3 separate regions of the Sus scrofa genome follow, and all the other regions are linked to region 1. A link is a contact called in public Hi-C data. All regions are on one chromosome and are shown on one strand. Each heading gives the region's core, a stretch centred on a gene start, on an enhancer-like site or on the middle of the called end of the contact. The rest is flanking DNA. Distances are from core to core; before and after follow the strand shown. Region 1 holds the start of CAMK2N1 (calcium/calmodulin-dependent protein kinase II inhibitor 1). Region 2 has its middle 46 kb from the start of UBXN10. Region 3 has its middle 28 kb from the start of UBXN10.

Region 1 (3,692 bases), core at 693-3,192:
TCAATAATGGACCAGAAATGCTTTGGGTGGGGGGTGCAGGGAATAGAAAGCCTGATACAAATGTAAGAGCTTCTTGTAAAGTTAGCATCCTGCTTGTTATGCTTTTATTTTCTCTTCCAGCACTTGGCTTGGTGCTAACATCTAAGCAGACACTCAGGAAAGCCTTAATTGAATGGAGATGGGAGGCTTGTGGAGCAAAGGAGGCCAGAGACCTGCTGCTTCTGCCACAGACAAGCTGTGGGATTTGGAACAAGCCCCTGACCCGCTCTGGGCTTCAGTTTCTCCATTTATAAATGAGGAGTTTGGACTGGATCATCTCTAAAGATCCTCCCAGCTCTGATGGCTCTGAAATGGGAATGAATGAAGTGTCGCTGTTCTTTCTCTCTCGTTAAGTCATTTCTCAAATATTTAGTGCACGTCCATGCTCAGCTGGGCCCTGGGAGCCTGATGTCATTTTGTTTTCATAACAGTCTTGGGAGGCATACAGACAGCTAGCTAGCCACGTACCCCATTTTGCAGCTGAGATAATGGCAGTTCAGAGAGGGGATGCGACTTGCCCAAAGGCACACAGCTAGCAAATGACAAGGCTGGGAGTCCAACCCAGGCCTGAATCCAAAGGTCATGCCTATGCCATCTACATCCTGCTTTCTCAGCCCCCTGCATCCTCTCTGGAGGCCTGGGACCCCCTTTACCCAGTGTGGGGAGGGAGCTGGGCTGGCTTCTCTCAGGCAGCTCCTCTATCAGATGTTTTGTCACTAAAAGCACAAACCCCTTACCCTCCAGCTCACCACCAACCCAGAGTTCTAGATTTAAGGGGAGAGTGAACCTGAAGATGCTCTTTTGCTATTGGTGGGACCCCTTGCTGGGCAGCTGGTTGGGCCAGGGGAGACCAGGGGATCAAGACGTGTTTCCTTTCCCTGCCTTCAGCAAGCATGACCTTAGGATGGCTGCTCCTGCTCCCCCCCCCGCCCCGCCCTTTTTGCAGGGTGGGGGTGGTCAGGCTGTCTCTGCTTAGGCGGTGTGAGAGCAGTCTCCGGGGGGAGAGCAGGTGCTGTTGGCTCTCGGCAAGGATAACGAGCCCTCCTCACGTACCTTGCCCCCTCGGAGTTACCATCTGCTCCGCAGATGCGCCTCCCGGGCCTCTGGGGTTGTCCCAGTCTCCCTCCTGGGATCTAGGAGCCCGCTCCTCGGCTCCGAAGCCGCAGTCTCTCCCCAGGGCTCATGACTGTTGCTGGAAGGGAGGTCCCCGAAGGCAGAGGGCAGCAGGCCCAGGACGTCCCCGGCAGAGGCAGCGGACGGACGCCAAGAGCAGGGCATCCCGGGCGGGCGAGCCCGGCGTAATAAGGCGCTCCCTTCTCCTCCGGGAGGCGGGGCTGCCCTCCCCTCCCCTCGATTCGCCTCCACCCCGAGGCCCCGCGGGAGCCCGAGTTGGGAGCTCTGGCTAGCAGCCGGGCCTTCCAAGGCAAACCGAAGGAGGGAGGGAGAGTGTAAGGCCCAAGGGGCCGAGCCCTGAGAGTCTAAAGTGGGGCCCAAGTGTGATGGGGGCAAGGGGCTCCCCCATTGGCGCTGGTTGGAGAGAACGCGTCGGGTGGTCGCTGGGTGCCCTCTGACCTCTGCCCTAGCGTCTGGCCTCCGGGGAGACCAGCATCCCTCTGTCCTTCCCCGAGTGTGCGCCGCGGATCCCCCTCCCCTTCCCAGAACCCCACTGCCCCCAGCTCCCCGAGGGTGGCAGGTCCAGTGTCAGGTCCCGCACGAAGCCGCCGCACACCGGCTCGGGACCCGGTAAACACCCTGCGGGAGGGGGCGCCAGGGCAAGAGGCGCCCAGAGGCCGCCGGGCCGGGGCGGGGCTCACGCGGGGCCCCTCCGCGCGGGCGGGACGCGGGGCCGGGGGCGGGGGCAGGAAGCGAGCCGCGGCCCGGGCCGGCCGGCGCGGCCCCGTGACGTCGCTCGGCTTCCAGGGATCTCTCCCCGCGGCCCGGGTCCCCTCCTCCCCGCCCTCCTCCTGCCCTCCCCCGGGCCTCGCCTCCGCGCCGCGGCCGGCATTTCTCGCTCGCAGCTCGCTCACCGGCTGGTTCTTGGTCCCAGCCTCCTTCTCCTCCCTCTTACTCTCCTCCTTCCTTCTCCGACCCTCTTCCTCACCCTCCTGTTTCTTTCCTTCCTCCTCTCTCCCCTTTAGTTCTCCGATCCCGATCTAGCCCTTCCCTCCGCCCTTTCTTCTCCTCCCTCTCTCCTCCCCCCCCCCCGCATCTCTCTCTTTCAGTCGATTCCCCTGCCTCCCATTCTCTCTCTGCTTCTCTCCCCGTCTCCCTCTCGGTTTCCCTCTACCCCCTCCCTCCCTCCGGGTATCCTCCCCCCTCACCCGTGCCCTCCCTCCTCCCTCGCTCCCCTCCCCCTCCACCCCTCGCAGCCCCGCCGCTCGCAGCTCCCCAGTCAGCCTCCCGAGCCAGAGCCGCCGCCGCCCGCACTCGCCGCAGGACCGGCCCGCTCGGCTCCCCGGGGTGCGCCCTCTCGGCCCCGCGCCCTCGGGGCTCGCTGGGATAGCCTCCTCCTCCGGCTCACGGCCCCGCCCGGCCGGGTCCCAGCCCTGCGCCCGAGCGTGCCGAGGATGTGAGTCCTGCTCGCCTCTGCCGGAGCAGCAGCCACTCGCCGCGCGCCGAGCCGGAGCGCAGCGCAGCGCAGCTGCGGGCGCTCGCGGGGTCGCTCAGGCCGGCTGCGCGCTCCTGCCCCAGCGGTGTCCCCCGGCCTCTCGCCGGCGCCACCGCCGCCGCAGCCCGCGGGCCGTCCCCGGCCGGCCGTCCCCGGCCCCAGCGCCGCTGACCCTGTCCGCCGCGGGCGGGGACGCGGGCGGAGGAGGTGCCGCCGCGGAGCCCCCGGACGCGACCATGTCGGAGGTGCTGCCCTACGGCGACGAGAAGCTGAGTCCCTACGGCGACGGCGGCGACGTGGGCCAGATCTTCTCCTGCCGCCTGCAGGACACCAATAACTTCTTCGGCGCGGGGCAGAACAAGCGGCCGCCCAAGCTGGGCCAGATCGGCCGGAGCAAGAGGGGTGAGTACGCGGTCCCCTCCCAACACTCATTTCTTCCGCACCGAGGCCTGGCAGAGGTTTGCGGGAGTCTCCCGCACTCCGGAATGGGTTCCGACCCACCAAAGTCCCATCGCGCAGAACTGGGGGGGATCCCGCACTGCGGGTCCAGCTCTGGCTGGCCTCGGGAACCCCTCCCCCTCAGCCGATCTTCTGTAGGGTCACCCAGGGGGCGTGGCGGCATCTCGCCGCAGCGGGAGCTGAAAGGTTATACCTGGGCCCCTACCCGTGCCAAAGTTTGCCTTTGGATTTCCAACCGCCCCCCACCCCCCACCCCGGGCCCCTTTTGCGCAGTGTAGTCGCAGCTGCACTCGATCTACAATCCGGAGGGGGTTGGTTCTAGGGCTCCCAGGGGACGGCGTGGGGAACTGTGGTGGCCGCGGGGGTGGGGGTGGAGGACCGGTTCCTGCGGGGAAGGCAAGGGGCTTTCGGGTCGCAAGGGCTTTTCATTGTTATTTGGCAGGGGGAGGGGGTTTGCCGAGCCCGGGCGCTCGGCGCTAGAGCTGGAAAAGCCCGGGAGAGACTGGGACGCCGAGAGGCTCCTAGAGGAGCTCCAGAGGCGCGGGGACAATGAGGGAGACCGACAGCCGCCGGGAGAGACTGAGAC
Region 2 (3,302 bases), core at 89-2,588, 230 kb after region 1:
GTATCTTTTTTTTTTTTTGCTTTTTAGGGTTGCACCCATGGCATATGAAAGTTCCCAGGCCAGGAGTCTAATCGGAGCTGGAGTCGCTGACCTACACCACAGCCACAGCAATGGTCTAATCCGAGCCACATCTTCGACCTATGCCACAGCTCATGGCAATGCCAGATCCTTAACCCACTGAGTGAGGTCAGGGATTGAACCCACGTCCTCATGGATAGTCGGGTTCGTTAACCCCTGAGCCATGATGGGAACTCCATCTTTACGTGTCTTTTAATCCTCATATCAATACTGGGAGGCAGGAATGGAGTCAGAGAGACTGAGTTTGAATGCCGATCACACACCAGCTATGTGAACTGAGGTGCCTCAAGACCATCTCTGAGTTTTATTTCCCCATCAACAGGATTGATGTAAAGCCCCTATCACGGGGCCTTGGCCTGTAATAAGTGCGTAAGTGCATGGAATAAACCCTAGCTATTACCCTGGAGAGGTTGAACTTGACCAGGTTACTTGACTTAGCCAAGGTTATACATCTGGTTCATGGTGGAACTGAGCTGTGAATTCAAATCCTTTGAATCTATTTCCCTTTCTTCCTTTCCTCCTTTGTTAGAGGGATTCTGTGTTAGTGCCAGAGCACCGTGTAAAAAAATTGGAGCTCCTGGGTACTTTGGCAGTGTGCTATGCAATTAAACTCCAAGGCTAATAATAAAAAATTATAATATGAGAGCTACTATCTGTTGAGTACCCAGTATATAATAGGAGCATACTAGGCAATTGGCATGCCTTCTGTAATCTTTTTAACAGTGCTCTCCAGAATTTCATCATTTGTGTTTTATCTTCACAATTTTTGCCATTTCTATGTACCACCTATTCCATTATATCATTTAATTTTCTATAAAATTGACTCACATTATTACTTAAACGTATTTCAAAAGAAACACTGTCACTACTGTAAAGAGCCAGTATCATTTACCAAAAATAGAGGATGATCAGGAAAATAGAGGCAATTGAAACAAAGCTGTGTTGTCCAGTTCCAGCTGGATAATCCTTTGGACCTGAGGCCTGATCTTGGTTAAAAAGGGAGATCAGCAAGTGCTAAGAGGCCTTTAAGACATAGCAGGTCCAAACAGGTATTTCTTTTGACTATAACTGGAACAACTCAAGAAGAATGAGGAAAAGAATAACATCACCCCTTGTGATCCATGTTCTTCAATGCCCTGTCGGTAACCACTGAATTATCTCAGTGTCCCCATTTCCTGCTGAGGGAAGCACTGCCATGTGACAAGCTTGCAGGGAGCTGTCATCACTGCCTTTTACAGATGACAGCTGAGGCTCAGACAGCTCCCATCCCTTACCAGCTAACAAGTGGTAAAAGGTGGGGTTAGAACCCAGGTCTTTCTCCAGGACACATGAGGAAAATGTGTCACACTTGGATAAGTTTGATGGCCAGGCACGCCCAGGAGCAGCCCAGTGCTGGCTTGAGTTTTCTGTTACAAATTCCTGGCCGTCCAGCTCCTTGAGTTGCTGAGCTTCTCAGCAGCCTGTGGAAACCTGGACACCCTTGGGGAGGAGGGTGGTCCAGGTGCCTGGAACCAGGCGGAGGGCATTATTGCAGTTGGCTGTCAGGTGCTTGCTGCTGATTCCCCCACTTGACTTTGAGCCCAGAGCAGAGTGTGCAGCTGCCTCCCTGAGGGAATTGCTCGTGGCTGGCCTGGCCTGGGAAGTGAGGGTGGTAAGGAGGTGTCAGGACCTGAGGCTGTTCTAGGCATTCTGCCCTCCCATAGAGCATCTCCAGGCACTAGAGTGGTGGAAAGAGGAGGAGCCAGAGTTCAGATCCCAGCTATTCCATTCAATTACTTAGCGGGGTCAACTTGGGAAAATACTTGCCTTTCTGCACCTCAGTTTTCGAACCCAAGAAATAAAGATGGGAATTCTCACCGTGGCTCAACAGAAACAAATCTGACTAGTATCCGCATGGATGCAGGTTCAATCCCTGGCCACCCTCAGTGGGTTAAGGATCCAGCATTGCTGTGAGCTGTGGTGTAGGTCACAGCTACGCTCCAATTAGACCCCTAGCCTGGGAACATCCATGTGCCACAGGTGTGGCCCTAAAAAGACAAAAAGACAAAAAAAAAAAAAAAGAAAGAAAAGAAAAGAAAGAAAGATGATGCCAATACCCCTTTGTAGGGTTGTTTTGAAGACAGAATGAGCTGAAGCTTGAGTATCTAGCACATACTGGCTTTTCACCAAATGCTGGTTTTCTCCTTTCCCTCCCCCGCCCTAACTTGGCCCAAATATACTGCCCTAAATCCTCTTTCCCTCCAGCCCCACCCTCCCCCCAAATGATATAATCTTAGGACAGGGATGGAGACCAGTATGGGCTAGCAGGTGGGAATATCATATCTTTCAATACAACATTTGATATTTCAGAATGCCTTAACCATGTGTAGTTGCTCATATTCTCCAATAATTATGGATCATAGCCTGGTGAGGGGTTTTTGTTTGTTTTTTGTTCTTTTGCTTTTTTAAATAAACCTCTGGGCTTTCTGTCTGTTGCAATTCCAATAATAGAGAACAGGTATTTGCTGAGGCCATCATTCTCTCCCGTATGGCATTTTTATGTCTCTCTCTAGCTGTGTTTGTCAGATCAGCTGTCCTGTGCTTTGCAATGTCAGAGTAGGTTGGCTCTAGGGTTGCCAAGGTCACCCACACCCTTCTGTGTTCTGCCTGCCAGCACAGGAAGGGATTCTGACAGAGAGCAAGCCGTCATTTTTCATGGCAGAGTCCTCAAAAGAGTAAGGTTGTATGGCCCAAACCTGGGCTCTCCCTCAACTCCCTGTCTTGCTTCTGTCCTACATGAATTTACAGCAGCCTCCTTCTAGCTCTGCTTTCCTTCACCGTGTTTCTTTTCTATGGAGTATTGGGTTCCTATAAAACTGAGGATGGAGTTCCCATTGGGGCACACTGGAAACGAATCCAACTAGTTTGGATGAGGATGTGGGTTCGATCCCTGGCTCCACTCAGTGGGTCGGGGATCTGGTGTAGGTCACAGACCCAGCTCGGACCCACTGTTGCTGTGGCTGTGGTGTAGGCTGGCAGATGTAACTCCAATTCGACCCCTAGCCTGGGAACTTCCATACTCCGTGTGTGCAGCCCTAAAAAGAAAAAAAAAAAAAAAAAAAACCACTGAGGCAGAAACATTCACTTATCCACATGGCCTTATATGCACTCCTGTGTAGTCTTCTTCAACAGTCCTCAGGAATAGGCTTCATTCATTGTCTTTATTTTCTAGCTGGAAGATACAA
Region 3 (3,290 bases), core at 651-3,150, 250 kb after region 1:
GATATTCTAGAAAGCTGAGCCACAAACGGATATCTAGCACAGACCCTGTGCCAGAATCCTCTGGTGTCTTGTCGCGGTGAGAACAGGGTACATGTGGCAACAGAGGAGATGCCATGGGGTTCGGAGCGTGGTGGGACCTGCCCCCAGGAGCCTGCCCTGCCCCGTGCGACCTTAACCTGAGCATCTCCCTTTGAAACCACAGCTTTTTGAAGTGTTAGCTCCTGACCATTTCCTGTTCTGCCCTGATTCAGCCGGCAAAGCCCGATTGCACCGCCTCCATCTGGTCCTGGAAGAGCAGCGCCCCTCTCCCGGCCCCGTCCTCCACCCCAACTACCTTTGCGGGGCCAAACGCAGCCGCTGAACAAATACCCACCGGATTGCCGCAGGGCCTAGCCAGCTGCAGTTGGAGACACAGCGCCATCTAGTGGGGGGAAAATCCCCCCATTGCTTTATTTATTTTTTAATTAGCAGCGCATCACCGAGGTAAACCAAAGAATCCGTGCCCTCATTTGATACCAAAGGGCTTGAGAACCAGAGATGGAAATGGATTTCCCGAACGTCACTCAGCCAGCTAGTGGCAGCACTGACACTACAGAACCTCACCGCTGGAGCCTTGGTTCAGCGTTCTTTGCACCATAACTGCAGTAATGAAACCAGAGGAAGGAGCTCCTAGTTTCGGTTGAGCATTTCTGCGGTGGAAGAGGACACATGCAGGGGCCAATGTCTGAAGAAAGGCTCGGTTATTTACTGTCCTGTAAAATGCCTTGGCTGGAACTCCGGTGACCAGTGCAAGGCTGGAGCAAACTCAGTTGTCTGGCTTTCTCCCCACCGCTTACTCCCCCCAAAGCTGCCAGAAACTCAGCACAGGATCAGCACTTGTACACTGCACTGGGTTTCAGAGCGGAGATGTCACAGATTTCCAGGGGGGAGAGAAGAGAGCATGTGTGGGCTGCCAGCCCCACCATGTTCCAGCCCATTTTCCACCCACATTTTTTTAGAGCTAAGGGAAATCTTGCACTGTTGTGTTCCCCAGGTGCTTCTTGGTCTTTCCAGGTCCCCAGATCCCAACAGAGGGATGGGAGTGGGAGAGGGTGCAGCACCCCCTGTTTCCGGCATTCCAGAGACTGCTAGGAGGAATTGCGGAGCGCGTGGGCTTCTCAGCCGGTTTACAGTTAAAAGGCATCCACACTGAGTACATGATGGAGTGGAAAATGCACGCTGCATTATTCAGTGTCATTTTGAGGGCTGGAGAGAAAGGTGAAAGCCATCGCCTAACTGCATTCCCTCGAAATAAAATCCTAAATGTTGACTTGAAACATATGGCTAGGCTTTGGGATAAATCTCAGTTGAGTGTCTCATGGATACCTTAAAACGGCCAAAGAATTTCTTGGTTGCATTCTCTTCTTTCAGCATCTGGGCCTTCCCTTGACCCCGGGAGCATCACTTCAGCAGGAGGGACGATCCCATTTGCCTTAAACTCCAGGTCGCTGGCAGAGTCTGAGGCTGTCCCTGTGAGAAGAAGGCTGTGCTCTTAACCTTCGAGCTCATGCCTTTCATTGAATTTCTTCAAAGCTGATTAGAGCAGGAGGGAGCTTTTCATGCTGTTTGTTCTTCCTAACCCAGGGAATCTGACTCAGGGACTTTGGCGGACTGGAATGTCCTGAACTGGCCAAGATTTAATGAAACCTTCAGAGGCCTGGCTGAGTCACAGCACAGCATCGCACAGCCTGGTTTTCCCCCGGCAAGAAGGTCCTAAGATCTCTGGATGACTGAACAGCCTGCTGAGGCTGTGCATCGAAGGCCTGTGCTGCAGCCCCCAAGCCAAGAGCACCGTCCCTGGTGAGGTCCTGCATCTGTCACCTCCCCACCCTCACTGTCCTACTCTCCAAACATCATTCTCCTCCAAAGTGTGTGCTGAAATGTGGGCTTTCTGGCAGTGTCTGTGGAGAGGTAGGAGCATAGACGGTCCTGCTTTTCAGCCCAATACATCCCTGGGAAAGGGGCTCTGAGAGTGTCTTCATGATGTAGTCGGAATTCCCACAGGGACACCATTATAATCGGGCGAATTTCTAACCACAGACCCAACACCGCACGGATGGCAGTGGTATCAGGTCTTGAAAGCCACCAAGCCTCTGTAATCATCTGTCAGGAGAAAATCTTGGACAGGTCTTATGCTCTTGCTTCTGGCAGGTCCCTCAGCTCGTCACTCTGCGCTCCTGAACTGACCTCTCTCTTTCAGGCTGGAGCCCCTTTCTCTCCTCTCCTGGCTTTGATCTTGAACCCCTCCTTGTCCCACATTGGCTGGCTCGTCTCCCTAACTCACCAAGTTCCTGTCACTAAAAGACCTCTGAACAGGTCACAGTTTCATATGCCCTCCTTCCCCTCCAGCCCCTTCAGTGACATAATCCATGTGGGGACACACAGCCACCCAGATCATCATACCCGCCTCCCTCCCCAGTGATTGAACCTCTACCGTAATTGGCATGTGAAGACACGCCCCGCCCCCCATAATGCACTTACAGGTCAGAGCCCTAAGACAGCCTGAATATACCCCGAATCCATTATGCTTTAAGAGAAAAGGGGAGCTAAATAGGGCATTCATCTATTCCAGAGATATCTATTGATTTCTTCCTGTGTGCCAGGCGCTTTCCAAGGCACTCGGATGGAGCTGGGAATAAAGCAGATAAAACCTGCAGATAGCTCGAGAGGCGACGGCATAATGGCCCTTGTCTAATGACTGGAAAGACCATTGGCTTGGGAGTCGGAGAGTCTGAGGAGCGGGTCCCAAGGCCTCCACAAACAGGCTAAGTCACTTCTTCCTCTCTGATCCAGACTCCTCGCCAGTCCTTCCCTGCGACCATTGAAGGGCGTTTGATTTGTGACCATTCTTGTACCGTGGAGTCTTTGGCATCCAGCCAAGAGAGTGGAGCTCCCTGCCTCTCCTTAAGTGGGGCATCCTTCCTGCCAACTCCCCCTCTGCCCTGGCAATTCTTTTCTGCTTTGATTACGCTTTGACCTTGAGAAAGAGAAAAGAGAGCACGTGTCCATCAGGTTACCCCACCTGACTTCCCACCTTATTCCCCCCTGCAGCCTCCCTTCTCCATGTCTAGGGGGCCACATGTGTTTTTCAAGAACAGTCAGCGCATGCCCCCCCCTTCAAAGATGGCTATGGTGGGAGGATGCCCCTCTGGGGTCATGGCGAGGCCTTTGGGGGCACCTGTTCCCCTAGATGCACTCAAGGAAGCCAGCAGACAGATCACAGGGCGGGAATCTGTACAGTTGGTGCAGCG

The links. A called contact is a pair of places that touch in the nucleus more often than the background predicts.
Region 2: a contact with region 1 is called in a Hi-C map of omental adipose tissue, with 1.9 times the contacts expected there. The contact joins the enhancer-like site here to the promoter of CAMK2N1 in region 1. A contact is called at or near these places in 4 of 47 Hi-C or Micro-C datasets (embryonic fibroblasts, omental adipose tissue, skeletal muscle and 1 more).
Region 3: a contact with region 1 is called in a Hi-C map of omental adipose tissue, with 2.3 times the contacts expected there. The contact joins the enhancer-like site here to the promoter of CAMK2N1 in region 1. A contact is called at or near these places in 3 of 5 promoter capture datasets (fetal liver, fetal skeletal muscle and liver), 22 of 47 Hi-C or Micro-C datasets (adipose tissue, alveolar macrophages, embryonic fibroblasts and 13 more) and 2 of 2 datasets of contacts at active chromatin or transcription factors (alveolar macrophages and skeletal muscle).

The regions. Positions count from the first base shown.
Region 1 is chr6:78,732,482-78,736,173 of Sscrofa11.1, reverse strand. It overlaps CAMK2N1 (calcium/calmodulin-dependent protein kinase II inhibitor 1), which reads left to right and starts at 1,942. Exons shown (of 2, transcript XM_003127675.5): 1 at 1,942-3,049. The coding sequence starts at 2,884.
Region 2 is chr6:78,499,592-78,502,893 of Sscrofa11.1, reverse strand. No RefSeq gene overlaps it. Among named protein-coding and RNA genes, the nearest start is that of UBXN10, 46 kb to the right of the region's middle. Within about 2 kb of position 1,338, at least 2 of the 83 cell types and tissues checked have an H3K27ac peak or open chromatin away from gene starts, as enhancers often do. A contact at or near this core is called in omental adipose tissue, where this site is marked.
Region 3 is chr6:78,482,136-78,485,425 of Sscrofa11.1, reverse strand. No RefSeq gene overlaps it. Among named protein-coding and RNA genes, the nearest start is that of UBXN10, 28 kb to the right of the region's middle. Within about 2 kb of position 1,900, at least 8 of the 83 cell types and tissues checked have an H3K27ac peak or open chromatin away from gene starts, as enhancers often do. A contact at or near this core is called in omental adipose tissue, where this site is marked.